Linked DNA regions of Mus musculus: region 2 is linked to region 1. Evidence: chromatin contacts called from public HiChIP or PLAC-seq data. All regions are on one chromosome and are shown on one strand. Each heading gives the region's core, a stretch centred on a gene start, on an enhancer-like site or on the middle of the called end of the contact. The rest is flanking DNA. Distances are from core to core; before and after follow the strand shown.

Region 1 (7,646 bases), core at 3,547-6,046:
AGAAATTGATAAGTTAATGTAAGAAGTATATTCTATTTAGCCTGTGTCCAAAACCTTACCATATCAACATGTAATCAGCACAAAAGCCAATACATGAGATTTTCATATTCCTCACCTTCTGAATTAGGTATGCATTTATGCTATGGTGTCTCAGTGGTTAGGAATCTGTCCAGCATATTAACACTAATCTGAGGAGCTGCTGTGGAAAGCAGAGTTCACCAAAAACTTGACCTCTCATGTTGTTGGCGATCGATAACAAACATTTCGTTACTGTCAATCACACATGTATAGAGAAAACTGATTGTTTTAATGTGTATAACACATTGTTTATGCATTCATTTACAAAGTATACAACAGGGGCTAGAGAGATGGCGCAATGTTTAAGAGCCCTTGCTGCTCACAGGACCCCACAGAGACTGAAGCAGTGTACACAGGGCGTGCTCGGGTCTGCTCCAGGTCCTCTGTGTATGTCTCATGGATTCAGTTTAGTGTTTTGATGGGATTCCTGAGTGTGTGAATGAATGAGTCTCTGATTCTTTTGCCTTCTCTTGGGCTCTTTTCTTTCTGTTGGTTTGTCTTGTCCAGTTTTGATGTGATAGTTTTTGTTTTATCTTATACTTTATACTACCACTTAAACCTGCGGGGAGAGGGAAAATCCGTTCTCTCCAATGCGTGATACAGGTGTACCAACCACTCCAGGGCAGGCTTCATTTCAGGAGTAGCTGACCCACACATAACTGACTCACTGTGTGTGTGTGCATATGTGTGTGTGTGTGTTTCTTTTGCACACGTATGGGGTGTACTCCTGGAGGGCAGAGGTCAACTGTGGGAAGTAGGTTTTCTCCTTCTATGTGGGCCCCCCCCAGAGACTTGGCAACACATACTTCGATCCACTGAGCCTTCTCAGCAGCCTCTGTTGAGTAACTATTCCATTCTACAGATGGAGATGAGTGCTCGGAAGGAATGTAGCCCTCTGTAAATGGCGGAACTGCCCTGAAAGCTTACTGTGCACAAGATCCAATTCTGAGGGAACAGATGCTCTACTGAGGATCGTGGGCCATGGCATCGTCAGCTGTGAGGACTGTGGAATCTGTCCTCTTTCTTAAGTGTTTAACAAACAAAAAAACAAACAAACAAACAAACAAAAATAACAACAAAAACTAAAAAAAAAAAAAAAATGAAGGTGTGGGTTCAGCATGTGAGTCAGTTAAGAAACCACCCAGGCATTAACGCTCTCTGCGAATCACATGTCTGAGAGTCAAAACTCTCCCAGGACCTCCTGTGTCCAACCTTTTTGGGAAACAATATGGCTTCAAGGGCTAAAGAGAGGTTCTGGGTTTTGTTCGTTTGATTTTAATTGTAAGTTGTTGTTGTTTTTTAATTGTGAAGGCTCTCAAGTGTCTGAGCTTGCAGAGACTGGAAGATACCACGTGTCCTTTATCCATTTCCACCTTATCTCCTTGAGACTCGATTTCTTGATGAACATGAGACTTGCCATTTCTCCTTTAGCCTGTCTGTCTGGTGAGCCCCAGGGACTCTGTTGCTCCCCTATTTTCACTGTTTGGTTTTTGTGGGGCTGGGATCAGAACTCAGGTGCTTGGGCTTGCACCCTCAGCTCCTGAGCCTTCTCCCCAGGGCAAGATCTTAAATAATCTCTACTCCAGGAATTTAGCTAATTCAGGAAGTTCCCAGTGAAGGGAGAGTTCTCCAGCACAGCTACGATACACGAGAGTGGACAACTGAAGGAATGGAGGCTGCTCACGCTGAGGTCTGCCCAGAGAAGACACCCGTGTGAAGACCCCCGTACTCCTGACAGCTAGCAGAAACTGCAAAAAGTCAGAAATATGATTTCTGAAGCCACGTAATGAGAGAGAAGAGGAATCTTACATTTCTGGCTCTTTATTTGTTTTGGAGACAGGATCTCAATGTGTAACTCTGGCTGGCTCGGAACGCATTCTGCAGACCAGAGTCTGGCCTCAAACTCAGAAATCCACCAGACTCTGCCTCCTGAGTGCTAGGGTAAGGGGTGTGCCACCGATACCTGGCCACAGAAGCCCATAGAATTTTACGTAAAGTCTGAAAAACATAAATTAAGCCCAGGGTAAAGGAAGGTTGGCAGAAGAGCAGAGCCTGCTTAGCAGCAAGTGTTTTAGGATTCTGGGGTGGGAACCACTTTCTTCTACCCTTTTCTCCTTCCCCCACTCCCCTCTTTGTTTCCAGTTTGCTCCACTTTTTTTGAGACAGTGTTGTCCATGACCCAGACTGTGCCTGCTATGTAGTTTAAGGTGACTTTGAACTTCTGACCTTCCTGTTTCTACCTCTTAAGAGTTGGGGTTACAGGCATGTGCCACTCTGCCTGTGGTATATGTGGTACTGTGGACTGAAATGAACACCTTGGGCACACTAGGCAAGCACTGTACCAACTGCCACATCCTCAGCCTACATTCTGATTGCTTGTTAATGATACCAAGTTAATTTCACCAAGTTAATTTTACCAAGTAGGTAAAAGACCATGTCTGGTTGCCTCAATAAACAGGGGAACAGTCGAGGGTCAGAGGGAAGCATGGGTGGATAGCAACCAAATGTTTCTAGATAGTTAATTATGAAAAAACACTCTTGAGTTACATGACAGGGTATTAGCAGAAAGCCCAAAGGCGCTTGGACATTGATCTGTATTCAGTTTGGTTTTGAGCAGTGCGAAAAGAGATGAGCTTCCAAACGGATATAAAAGGACATTAGTGTTTTGGCATTGAACCAGGTCAAAATGGCTTCCAGTCCCCAGGGGGAAACACTTAAAAGCTGAAAGTAGGTCAGCACAATCAGGGAGTTTAGCACATTCATAGCACAAAGTGAAACTTTATTATTTCACATCAGTGGATAGCAGCGAAGCTCGGAGGACAATACCCAGAATTCCTGGAAGGCCAGGATTGGAGGTGTTCCTGGGGCCAGGTTACGCTGGCCTATTCTGGATTAGGAGTCTGCAACCCATGGCCACATGGCCTTTTAAGATAAACTTTTATTGCAACACAGCTATATCTTCTCATTACTGGTTGCCTTTGCACTAGAGCTGAGTTTAGTAGCTGGGAAAATGGCCCCTAACCCGGGTATTCCAGGCTTAGCTGTGCGGTCAAAAACAGTATGGAAGAAATGGCGATGCTCTGGACTTGGTTACCAGGAGTTGAAGTTAAGAGAACGCTCCCAGACTCAGGTCCCTTTGCTATAAGAAATCATCTAATGTGTTCCTCACGTGACACATTCCCTTATGTGTCAGCAAGGCACAAAGTACATCTCTTCCCAACTCCACCTTAGCATGTCTATTGTCCTTTATAGCGTTTTTCCTTGGACTGGGAATGTAGGCCAGAGAGAGGGAGGGGGAGGGGAAGGAGGAGAGGAGGGAGAGGAGAGGAGGGGGAGGGGGAGAGAGGGAGGAAAGGAGGGGGGCGATGAATGAATGAGAACAGATGGCTGGAGAGATGGCTCAGTGTGTAAAGGCCTGCCACTAAGACCAAGGACCTGAGTTTGATCCCCGAACCCCACATGGTGGAAGGGGCAAACTGATTCCCATAAGTTGTCCTCTGACCTTCACATGAACAGAGGCACTACCCCACCACATACATACAGCACATACATACAGAATAACAGTGGAAATCCGAACTACAAGGAGAGGAAACATAGGCAGGGTGGGGGTGGCGCATGCGCACCTTTTATCCCAGCACTTGGGAGGCAGAGGCAGGTGAGTTCAAGGTCAGCCTGGTCTACAGAGCTAGTTCTAGGACAGTCAGGGCTATGCAGAGAAACCTTGTTTAAGAAAACAAAACAAAACAAAATGGGGGCGGGGCGGGGAACAGACGATGACTTCTTGAAATCATCCTAAGTTTTTTCATAGAGTAGATAACTTAAAAATTTTTTATTTTGATGATTATTGTATGTATATGAGAGTTTTGCCTGCATGTATGTTATGAACCTCATGTGTGTCAGGTCTCTGTGGAAGCCAGCAGAGGGTGTCAGTCATTCCTAACCCAAGCCAGATCTGGAGTTACACACAGACAGTTGTGAGCCACCATGTGAGTGCAAAGAATCGAACTCGAAGCCGGGCAGTGGTGGTGCACGCCGTTAATCCCAGCACTTGGGAGGCAGAGGCAGGCAGATTTCTGAGTTCGAGGCCAGCCTGGTCTACAAAGTGAGTTCCAGGACAGCCAGGGCTACACAGAGAAACCCTGTCTCAAAAAACCAAAAAAACAAAAACAAAAACAACCCAAAACCAAACCAAACCAAAACAAAAGAATGGAACACAGAACTCAGTCCTCTGGAATGGCAGCCAGTGTTCTTAACTACTAATCCATCTCTCCAGCCCTGCACCGTAACATTTAACAGCAATACATTTAAGTGGACAGCTGTATCACTATTGAATTTAGAAAGTCCACGTATTTCATATGGATAAACAGCTCCTGTAAAACTATTCAACAAGGCTGTTGCTCAACTCTATTGAACGCGGGCGCCTGGGATTAGACTCCACCTTCAGAACAGCTCCAGAATGGTCTTCCTCCCTCGCTTCTATTCCCACCCTCCCCCTCCCCCTCCCCCTCCAGGTCTAAGCTTAGGCTTCCCGCCATGCCACTCCTGCCCCATTTGGACCTTTCTCAGTTTCCTGTGGTCTGTATGCCAAGGTGATCCTGTGTAAAAGTTGACCTGCCTCTGGCCTTAGTCCTGCAAATGGTCCCTGTCCCAGTAGGCTCAGGAGGCTCTCCATGACCCCTGCCACCTGCTTCTCTCCTTCCGGCTCCTCCCAGTCAGCATGCTTCTTGCTGTCCCTACACTATGCAAAGTGAGCCCAACTCCCAAAGTTTTGCTGTTCCCTCTCCACTGTTCAAAAATCTCATCTATGGCCGCCCCCTCCACGGCGCCCTTCTGTCTTCGGCTGTGGTCAGTTCCGCTTTGCTCTGTACTCCCTCAGTTCTTCCTCAGGTAGTAGTTAATGGGGAAGTGTCCGGCCATCAGAGAGTGGGGTCCTGCTAACAACCTGGCTTTGTAGGAGAATCTATCCTTGCGGCTTTAAGTAACCCAGTTAATGTCGCAGCAATCCTAGGAAACCAGTTAGTCAGCTCTTGGTACCTGAAGGGATCTGTTCCAGGGCCCTTGTGAGAGTAAAAGGCTGTGCATTTGAAACCTCAAGTACAAAGCAGGGTAGCATTTTCACAAGACCTGTGAGTGCCCTCCTGTGGACTTCAAATCACCTTCCGCTGACCAATACTAGCTACTGCCACAGGGAGTATGTCTTAAGGCTCCACCCTTCCAGCTCCTCCTCGCTGCTTCCTGTCCGCTAGGAGGCGAACAGCTTTGGACCCCACAGGCTCCGCTCTTGTGATGTTTTTCCTTCTAGGTGGGGCCACGTGACAAGACTGAGCCTTCAGAAACCCCTCCCACACCCAACCCCCGCACCAAAAAAGCCCTTATCTCCTTGTTTGTTTTTTGTTACAGGTATTTTGTTGCGGCAATTTGAGAGGAAATGGCGTGTCTGCCAAAGGGCTGGTTGCAAAGAGAGGAAAGGACATCTCTCTAACCATAGGCTGATGTCCTCTCTCCAGTAGGCCCTTCTGGACACTGGCTGGCCTCCACCGGATGCTGGTGGCTTCTTCCTCATGCTAAACATCACTCCTCGAGTGAGACCTTGCTTAAGGTGGGACTTGATCAAAGCAGCCCCGCCACTTTGGGGCACCATATTCCATTTGTGCTTATCTGTGATTGGTGCACCAATCTTCTCAGGCACGTGGGCTCCACATCTCCCTTGTTCGCCTCTGTTACTGCAGCCTAGCGGCTCCTGCAATGGGGTCACGTGGCAACTTAACAACAGGAAAAATTAAAATCAACGAATGATAACTTCCACTTGAGGCGCTTCCTCCACAAGGTTCATAGACCACTTTTGGTCAGCTGAGACAGGTTTACACAAGATCAGGCTTCCTAAGAATGTCCCTTAAGGGCTGGAGAGATGGCTCAGTGGTTAAGAGCACTGGCTGCTCTTCCAGAGGTCCTGAGTTCAATTCCCAGCAACCACATGGTGGCTCACAACCATCTGTAATGGGATCCGATGCCCTCTTCTGGTGTGTCTGAAGATAGCTACAGGGTACTCATATAAATGAAATAAATAAATCTTAAAAAAAAAAAAAGACTGTCCCTTAAGACACCTGGCTGCCATGAATGCTCCCTTATTCTCCCTGTAATGTGTCCATAATCCCATAAGCACCCACAGATAGGAACTGACTATGCTCTAGCAACACAGCTAGACTGCTTGCTGATCCCAAACCTTCCGACCTGCCTTTCACTGTGATTCCTCATGAGCTCCGGCTCCTTAGTCTCAGTGTGCCGCACGCTGTGCTAAGCCATGGCTAGAATGTCATACAGCAGGAGAAAGCTGGGCGGTAGGGGACACAGGGTTCAGGGGTCACAGGTGTGATTTGTGTGCTCTGACCTGGATTCAGTTCTAGCTCTCCTGATACCCCACATGCAGCGTTTTATAAATGCAAATTGGGAAAGAAAGAAGCAGAAGCTCCCTGTGTGAGCTTGGTCCCAGGCTGGTCCCCTTTGGTCTAGGCTGCTGGAGAGAAGCTTCAAGCATTAGCTTCCTCAGTCAGTTCGGAGGGTCCCCACGTCCCAGGTTCTGAGCTTCTATGTACTGTTCTTGGATCCATCCACCCTTTGCTACTGGAGACTGAACGCAGGGTCTTGCATGTGCCAGGCACTACTCTACTTCTGAGCTATACCCAGCCCTTTTTTACTTTATTTTATTAATTTCCCAAGACTTTTAAAATTATTTTAAAAATCAGGCATGGTGGCACATATCTGAAATCACACACAACTGGCAGAGGCCTAAGTACCACTGCCAGTTCAAGGCCACTCAGTGCTACCTGCTGTGGTCCAGGCCAGCCAGGCCTGCGCAGTAAGAACCTGTTTCAAAAAACAAAGGGCTGAGAAGACGGCACAATGGGTAAAGTGCTTGCCACACAAGTGTGAGCACACAAGTGTGAGGAGTTGCATGATCCCAGCTGGGATTACAGGCACATATAATCCCATGGTAGGCTGGGAGCCAGAGACAGGGGGACCCTACAGTCCAGCCAGTTGGTGAGCTCAGGGTTCAGTCTCACAAACTAAGGTGGAAAAGCAGCAGAGGAGGACACCTGATGCTGTTATCTTTCCTCTTTACAAGCACCACAAGCACCTCTAAACACACACACACAGACACACAAACACAAACACAAACACACACACACAGACACACACACACACAGACACACACACACACAGACACAGACACACACACAGACACACACACAAACGCCAAGTCTTGCTCAGTTGTCCCTGCTGGCCTTGATCTTGTGATTCTCCTTTGGCTTCCATAGTAGCTGGGATGAAAGGCTTGCTTCACACAATGAGCTTCTGTTCCTTGTTGGTAGTCCACTCCCTCGGGCAAACCCTCTGCCCCAAGGAATGGCAGGTCCATGCTCCGGTGACCCAGGGGCAAGCCACCCACTCTTCAGTTCCCACCCAAAGCTGCCCTGTGATTCTCTGAACCATGAGTACTGTCTGTGTTCAGACTAGACTCAGCATCTCTCCACCACAGGGAGATTTCCTGCAAAGCCCCCACACCCCAC
Region 2 (7,646 bases), core at 2,079-4,578, 120 kb before region 1:
TCTTTGTTGTTGAGCTGCCGATGGTCATTTTTCTACTTGGTCAAACATGGCCTTTTCCCCACACCAGGCTTGGTTTACTGCCCAGAGGCTCTCTTGAGGCCAAGGAACAGAAGTCTAGACCCATGCTTGCCATGACCTAGGAAGGCGGCTCCCTGAGACCGACAACCTTCTGATACCCCATTGTTCCTAGTGGCCAATACAGCTTTGCTTTCACTCTGGTATGGTTAGACTTTGGGCAGCACATGGTTGACCTGCTAGTGAGCCCTGTCCCCCACTGAGCTGGCAGACTGGCCTCTGAATTCTTCTGCCCCACAGAACCCTTTGTAAAGGGCTTTTCTTGTATGGTCACTTCAGCCTGTAGACTTATCCCGGAACTGCAAGGTGTTGGGAAAGACCCCTGTGATCAGAGAGTGTCAACTTATAGATAAGGAGGGACCCCAGCATCCAGTGCTGGAGACTGATAGACTCCCAAAGCTAGATGTTTGAGCCCATAAGCCAACTCTTTCTCAATAAAGTTTGTTTTGTGCAAGATGAGGTGACTGTAAAAGGTTGTGTGTGTAGTTCTGGGAGGTCAGGGTGCCTGCCGCTCACATGGCAGACACTCTTACAGTGTGCTTCTAACTGACAAGGTCCCTTTATTATTCCAACACCGGAAGCTGAGTTCTGGAACAGGCTTGTTAATGTGGTGGATTATGGGCAAATGCCCTGTGGTGGTACACGGGATATAGGTAAATGTGAGAAGGGCCTTGGGTTTCCTGTTGCAGATGTTTGAAGGGGGCCTTGAGGCTCTCCAGGGACCATGTGGGGGAGATGGGAGAGGAGGCTACCCCTCATATAGGTCCTGTGGCCCAGCTGCCTTGGAGCAGAGGAACAGCAGGTTGCTGATAGGGTAATGACAACCCAGGGTGGGTGACTTTACCAAGGGATGGGGCTTTTGATGTTTCTGTGATTCTCCCAGTGGTTGGGGAAATAGCCAGCCCATCAGGCCTGTTCCGGTAAAGGCCAGGTGATGAGATGATCACATAAATCAGTCTTGGGTTTCTCCAAGCTGATTGGTGTGCTGTGATGGTAGGTGTGCCCCGCATGGGGTAAGGAAGAGGAAAGTGGTTAAGTGCTACTGTGCATGCCTAGGCTGTGCCTAGGAACTAACATAAGAACTTTGCTCTTCAGTACCTCTATCTTCCCACCAACATGGCTGGGATACCATGCAGAACCTCTACATGGGAACCAAATATTTTGTTAATTTCCTGTTAGTTCAGGCTTTCTTGGGGCTTCCTAAAAGCTGGTGATCTCAGCCCTGGCTGGGCAGCTGTTGCAGGACTGACACCCTCTTCTACAGCCTTGCGGTGCTTAGTATAGCCTCTGCTTGCTTCTTGTGATGTAGTCTTTATCCAACTTTCTGGGTTTTTTTTTTTTTTTCTTTTTTCCAAGTCCTTTGCAATCCCTACTTGGTAGGTTTGCACTCTTGACAGGTAGGCAGAGCTTGCTTTGAGCCACAGTTGTTTAGCACAAGTCCTTGGACCTGGGCAGCCACACTGCCCCATCAGCAAGATCATACATGTATGATTCGGCCACAATCATGTACTGCCTGGAGAGCAGAGGCCCTTTATTAGGTGGGAGAGTTGAATGAAGACAGTGGGGCAGGGGGGTTCTGTGATAGCCACTGTAGGAACTGGCAAGGCCTGGAGTCCACCTGGCACAGTGGGAGACACTGGACCTGCAGGTAGAACACAGCATCTGGGCTGGCTTGGAACTGCTACAGCCAGGACAGCTAGGGGCTCCAGCATTACTGGAGCCAAGTGGGGAAAGCAGCTCTCAGAAGCCAAGTTCTCTGCCAACCTGGGGTAGACACCCTTTTGACACTGAGGGTTAAAGTGACCAGACTGAGAAGTGAGGTATGGTGCTGTCCCTTCAGTGGGCTTCACAGCACTGCCATAAAACCCAAGGATGCCACAGGGTGAGGACCTGGCATTCTGCTGTGGGTGTGGACAGAGTAGGGGCAGCCAAGGGTAGGGCAGTGGAGACATATGGTGGTTGGGCACTGGGAAGCTGCCTGGGAAGTGTTCTTGGAAGGCTGTCCCCGAGCTTCTGGAGGACACACGTGCACTCTCCAAGAAGAGGCTGGAGAGCACCCCTGCTGCTGTGGCCTTAGGTACTGCGTCTGCTACCTAGGTTGGTCAGCCTGGGGGTTAAAGAGGACTGCAGTGAGGTGCTGCTTTGCTGGGTCCTCTGTCCTCCCCTCCTGCGGTGACAGGAAAGCAGTCTGGCTTTAAGATATAGCAAATAGAGATGGCCAGCCAGGCCAGTGCAAGTGTAAACTGTGGGATCAGTTGTCACTTGGTCAGCTATCTGTCAGGCAGCAGGCCACACTGTCGTCTGTGGCTCACAGAGGGGAAGCTGGCTTGAAAACAGAAACATTAACCCTTTGACAGAATAGTGGTGTTCCTTCCTGCCTCAGCCTCCACCACAGGTTGCAGACGGAGCATGTCACAGAAGTCTTCAGTTCTATCCCAGGTGGGTAACTCTGGGTGGCTGCTCTCTTTCATCATCAGATGCCCCTGTTTGGTGGTAAGATATGGGTGTGAGCACTGATGGTTGCAGGTTTTCATTAGACCTTAGCAGGTGTGGGTGCATGTAATCTGCATTTGTAAGGCAGAGGCAGGAAGACCCTGAGCTCAAGGTCGTCCAATGGGTCCACACAGCAGGGTCTGGGGCAGCCACAGCTACACAGTGAGACCATGTTTCAAAATAGAATCCTGGGCTGGAGAGATGGCTCAGTGGTTAAAAGCACCCTCTGTTCTTCCAGAGGTCCTGAGTTCAATTCCCAGCAACCACATGGTGGCTCACAGATGGTATCTGTAATGGGATCTGGTGCCCTCTTCTGGTGTGTCTGAAGTCAGCTACAGTGTACTCACATACATAAAATAAATAAATAAATCTTTAAAAAAAAAAGGAAAAGAAAAAGAAACCCCCCCACCCACCAGAACCCACACTTTAAATTCCCCAAAGCATAAGGGACCCAGGTATATTCTTGTTTTTCCCTCTATCATATGGTAAGAAACTTTCACAGAGCAGCATGTATCCTCTCAGCTCGCTCTTACACCATGGGTGGGGAGAAACATCAGGTAGGAGTTACTTCTGTCTCTGAGGTCCCTGAGTCGTAGGCTGGGACCCATGCGAGGCAAGCGTCCCCAACCCAGAGCCACCAATCTTTTTGTTTTGTTTGAGACATGGTCTCATTCTGCCTCAGCTTCCTGAGCACAGATTACACACGAGCCACCACACCCAGCCACCACACCCAGCCACAGCCATCTCTGATAAACTCTCTCCCTTGGGGCTGCTGCTGGTACTGCATGAAGGTGTGGCTCATTGGCAAGCACAGCAAGCTGACCTCTGGCACTAAGTGACCCCTGCCCCTGAGTGACCTTTCAGTGTTGTTGGTCAGTCCGGCACTCCTCGGGTCAAGGGAAGAGCCCCTCACAGATCCTGCGTGTGTCTTCGGGGGCCGTCACTGTGTAGCCCACAGTTCTGGGGTCTGTGAAGATCTCATGGTCATTGCCACCCTGCAGAGAAACAACAGAAGCAGTGGGCTAGGCCTTGTCTTGCTCTATGGCTACTGCAACCCTGACGCTCCCATCTTAGAGAGGTTTCTGCACTTAATCTTCCCTTGGTTTCCAAGGCTGACATTTTAGCAGCAATGAGCAAGTTGTCTAACCTTCTTGTGAACTGCAATCGAGCTCAGAAAAGGTAATTATGCTCACGATCGTCATCAGGCTGCCTTTGTGAAGATCTGTCTAAGGCTCGTTTTTTCTTGTGAAAAGACAGTAAATGACAGTATCTCACAGCTATCAATTTGTCTTTGTGCCCACACTTCTTCTGCAAGTCACAGGAGCGTTGGTGGGTAGGCAGCCTAGAGTGGGGCTGCTTATGCCCTGTGACAATGAACATGGCTGCTCAGTCTGCCCACTGCCACTGGCCACATAGGACAACTGAGCACTTGAAGTGTGGCCAGTAAGAGAGGGAAGTGAATTGAGTTATTCAATTGTGTGGTATGTGTGTTTATGCATGCATAGGCGGAGGTTGACTGCGTGTCTTTCTCAGTTGTCTCCATCTTCTTGAGACAGGTCTTTCACTGAGCCAGCTAGATTACCTGGCTAGAGAGTCCTAGATCTACTCGTCTCTGCCTCTCCAGTGACCATAAACCATCTCCCCGGCTCTGAGCTTATTCTACCATCATCATGAGCACCAGCATCAGCATCTTGAGGAAGTTAGGCTTCATAACCAGGCTAGTCTCAAATTTAAGAGCTCTGCTTTAGCCTCCCTAGGGCTGGGATTACAGACACAGGCCACTGTCATGACACTGCAATGGCCCAGTAACAGTATCCGAGCAGACAGGAAGAAAGAAGGCAGGGTGGGGACTACAAAGTAGGCAGCAGTCTGAGTGAGTCCAGCAGCAGGTAGAGAGATCTGCACAGGAGTCTCAGAGGAAGTCTCAAGTGGGATGGGCGTCTGTAAGCACAGGACCTCTGTAGAAAGCACACAGCAGGCACTTGGAAGCATCCACTGCAAAACACACAGGGACTGACTTCATATCCCGCCTCGGCCCTTACCATCTGAGCGTCAGTCAGCAAACCAATCCCTCTTACTCCTTTCAAAACTGGAAAGAGTAAGAGTTACTGCCCTAAACTTGCCCTAAACCTTGGATTCTATGAACAGCAAAATGTCCTGGTTGAATCAGCGCAGGCAGTGACTGCCCACTGTGAGGCTGTGCCCGGAGCACCCCTCTCCTGAGAACCACATGCAGAGCGAGAGCTGCAGCTGGCTGCACATTCTTTCACTTTTGCAGACCTCCTCCCCCCCATGTGATCAACCCTGCCTCTTTAGAGCAGGGGAATGGCTTTAAACTGACATAGCTCAGCTATAAACCAGAATACAAAAGAGAACAAGCTGTGTGTGTGCATGTGTGAGAGAGTGAAAGAGAGAGAGAGAAGAGGAGAGACAGAGAAAGAGAGATGAGAAAGAGGAAAGAGAGGAGAGAGACAGAGAGGAAAGAGATGAGAAAGAGAGAAGAGAGACAGGGAGGAGGAATACGAGACAGAATCCCATTACTTAGCTCAGGTTGACTTCCAACATGCAATTCTCCAGTCTCTGCCTCCCAAGTGTTAGGATTATAGGAATATACCACCACACCTGGATTCACTTAATAAAAACATGATTCAAAGCAGTGGTAATGCAAGAGGTAAACCGAGTAGCAAACCCTCGAGTCCTATCAGCTTCATTGCATTTTCATCTGCGAAGTTCCAGCAAGGCGTCTAGATGGCATTCCCATACCACATGGGGCTGGGTCGTGATTGCAGAGAAGCCTGTTGTGTGAACATTCTGGGAGAATGGTTGTGCTGTTATTCTACCCTCAGAACAAGGCTGCTTTGCTTCAGAGCTGGCTGGCTTGGAGCACTGTCACAGCTCCTTGGACTAGGTCTATTATCTGGTCAGAGAGCTACATTGTTGTGAAAAACTGGACACGTTTAAGCAGACGCAGACATCTGATCCCAGCTATTCTGATAACCAGTTCCCCAAAGAAACAAACTCAATGCTGTCCTACCTGATAAGACCCGCACCACCTGGGCAACGTGACAGACAGACACACACACTAGCAGAATCTTTACTGCAGCCTACCTAACAGACGCTGCTACTGCCCTCCTCTCTGCTGAATTTATTCATGGCTCACGGAGCTCACTCATGTAAAGACTTCCGAGGACCAGATCGCTAGTCTTTTGGATCTATACTCAGCAGTGTGATTCCTGGATCATAAGAGGTTCTATTTTTGGATTTTTGAAGACCACTCTATATAGTTGTCCATATTGACTGTACCATCTACTGTTCTGAGGTAAAGAGTCACTAATTTCTACCTTCTTCTGTGTGTGTCTATTAAAAATGGCCAGTCTAATAGTAGAATTGGCTCTCACTGTGACCTGGATATACATTCTTATGACCTGTGATTCAGATGTCAACCCTATGTGCTCAGGAGTCCACTGTGTGTCTTCAGACATGTTAAATCAGGTTCTTTGTTTCTATTATTTTATATGTACGGGTGTTTTGCCTGCGTGTGTGTCTGTGCATCACTGTGCCCTGATGCCTACAGAGGACAGAACAGGGCTTCTGATTCCCACGGGACGGGTATTACAGACAGTTGTGAACCACCATATAGGTGCTGGGAACCAAACCCAGATCCGCTGGCAGAGCAGCCGGTGCTCTTCCCTGCTGAGCATCTCCCCAGCCCTTAAATGGAGTTCTTACTTTGCTGCTGAGTTGCAGGAGTCTGGTACATTTTGGATCGACAGATATATGGTTGGTTGAGTATTTGTTCCCTCACATTTCATAGGCTCTTTTGGTTTTTGTTTTGATTTTTAAAGACAGGGTCTATCTGTATAGCCCTAGCTGACCTGAAACTCACCGTGTGGACCAGGCCGGCCTTAAACAGATATCTGCCTGTCTCTGGCTCCCAAGTGCTGGGCCTGAGAGTGTGCACTGCCACCCAACCACAGGCCGCCTTCTCCTGCTGTGCTCTTCTTGCTGAGCAGCAGCAGTGGTTTTGCCCGGTCCAGGCCTGCTTGTTTATTTGGCTTCCGCTGCCCACGACAATGTCCAGAGGCTGCCGCCTATGTTTTCTAAGGGGGGCTGCCATGTCAGCTCAGATAGACAACCAAACACAATGAGCCACAGGCTCACATTCACAGAGGCATTACTTATGGTGACTGAGAGAACAAAAGTCACAAGTCTGCCAAAGGATGGATTAAGTAAACTGCGTACCCATACAGTGCAGGATTATCTAGCCTTAAGAAAGGAGATTCTTATTGTTGATAAATCTGGAGGATGTCACACTAAGTAAGATAATCCACTGTTACCAGGACCCTGCTGCAAGCAGACCTTGGACAGTGTTGATCCCGACAGGGTGAGCAGCTGTCAAAGGGACCAGAGCCGCAGTTGCAGCATTTATGATGGATGCCCTACAGGGTTCACAACGGCTACCATGCCTGAACCAGGATCCTACAAAAAGGTGACATGGGCAGTGCAAGGTGAGAAGCTGACACACAACCGGGACCCAAGGCCAAGCACAGCGCTAAGTAGCTGGTTCTAAAGCACCTCTCAGGCCTTGGGTCGTGGCCGTAGGCAGCTGTGCAGGGAGAGCCTCAGAGGCTGCAGAGTGGCTCTGGGGAAACGACGGCGCTCAGACCTCGTCTATGCTGAACTGGGCTTTCTGCAAGCTCTCACTGTGGTCTCCAGCACTCTGGGTGACACTAGGCAGATGCTCACTTCAAGTTATCCCGACTAACAGTGCGCATCAGACTCAGATAATGCCCCACCTTCCCATGTTTGTTACCCTAGCGTGCAATTTACTATGAACACAGGAGGGAGGGTAGAGCAGAATCATAAAGCAGCAGTAGTGAAGATACTTAATTCAAAGGACACACTGATGACCATCTACAGTCCTTGCTCCCACTGGGCAGGACCTCAAAGCTCTGAGGGGAGGGAGGCCATCAGGTAGGATGCAAGATGGCAAAACAGCACAGGAGACCTTCCTATTTACCGGCATAGTCTTGTCTCCAAAGAAATAAATGGTCTTATAGCCAGCATGTTCCAGGTGT

The links. HiChIP or PLAC-seq counts read pairs in DNA pulled down with a chosen protein or histone mark.
Region 2: an H3K27ac HiChIP or PLAC-seq map of embryonic stem cells shows a contact between it and region 1, with 5 read pairs. The contact joins two enhancer-like sites. A contact is called at or near these places in 5 of 39 promoter capture datasets (the HPC-7 cell line, cranial neural crest, embryonic stem cells and 2 more), 2 of 484 Hi-C or Micro-C datasets (the G1E-ER4 cell line and embryonic stem cells), 6 of 115 datasets of contacts at active chromatin or transcription factors (embryonic basal ganglia, embryonic forebrain, embryonic stem cells and 3 more) and 3 of 9 other capture datasets (adipose tissue, embryonic stem cells and liver).

The regions. Positions count from the first base shown.
Region 1 is chr16:8,530,736-8,538,381 of GRCm38.p6, reverse strand. All of the region lies in intron 1 of Abat (4-aminobutyrate aminotransferase), which reads right to left. Among named protein-coding and RNA genes, the nearest start is that of Abat, 21 kb to the right of the region's middle. Within about 2 kb of position 4,796, at least 11 of the 459 cell types and tissues checked have an H3K27ac peak or open chromatin away from gene starts, as enhancers often do. A contact at or near this core is called in embryonic stem cells, where this site is marked.
Region 2 is chr16:8,651,468-8,659,113 of GRCm38.p6, reverse strand. Pmm2 (phosphomannomutase 2) reads right to left here. Exons shown (of 9, transcript NM_016881.3): 7 at 7,589-7,646; 8 at 3,426-3,563; 9 at 1,506-2,558. The coding sequence ends at 3,462. It overlaps Carhsp1 (calcium regulated heat stable protein 1), which reads left to right. Exons shown (of 4, transcript NM_025821.2): 4 at 1-527. Among named protein-coding and RNA genes, the nearest start is that of Carhsp1, 17 kb to the left of the region's middle. Within about 2 kb of position 3,328, at least 34 of the 459 cell types and tissues checked have an H3K27ac peak or open chromatin away from gene starts, as enhancers often do. A contact at or near this core is called in embryonic stem cells, where this site is marked.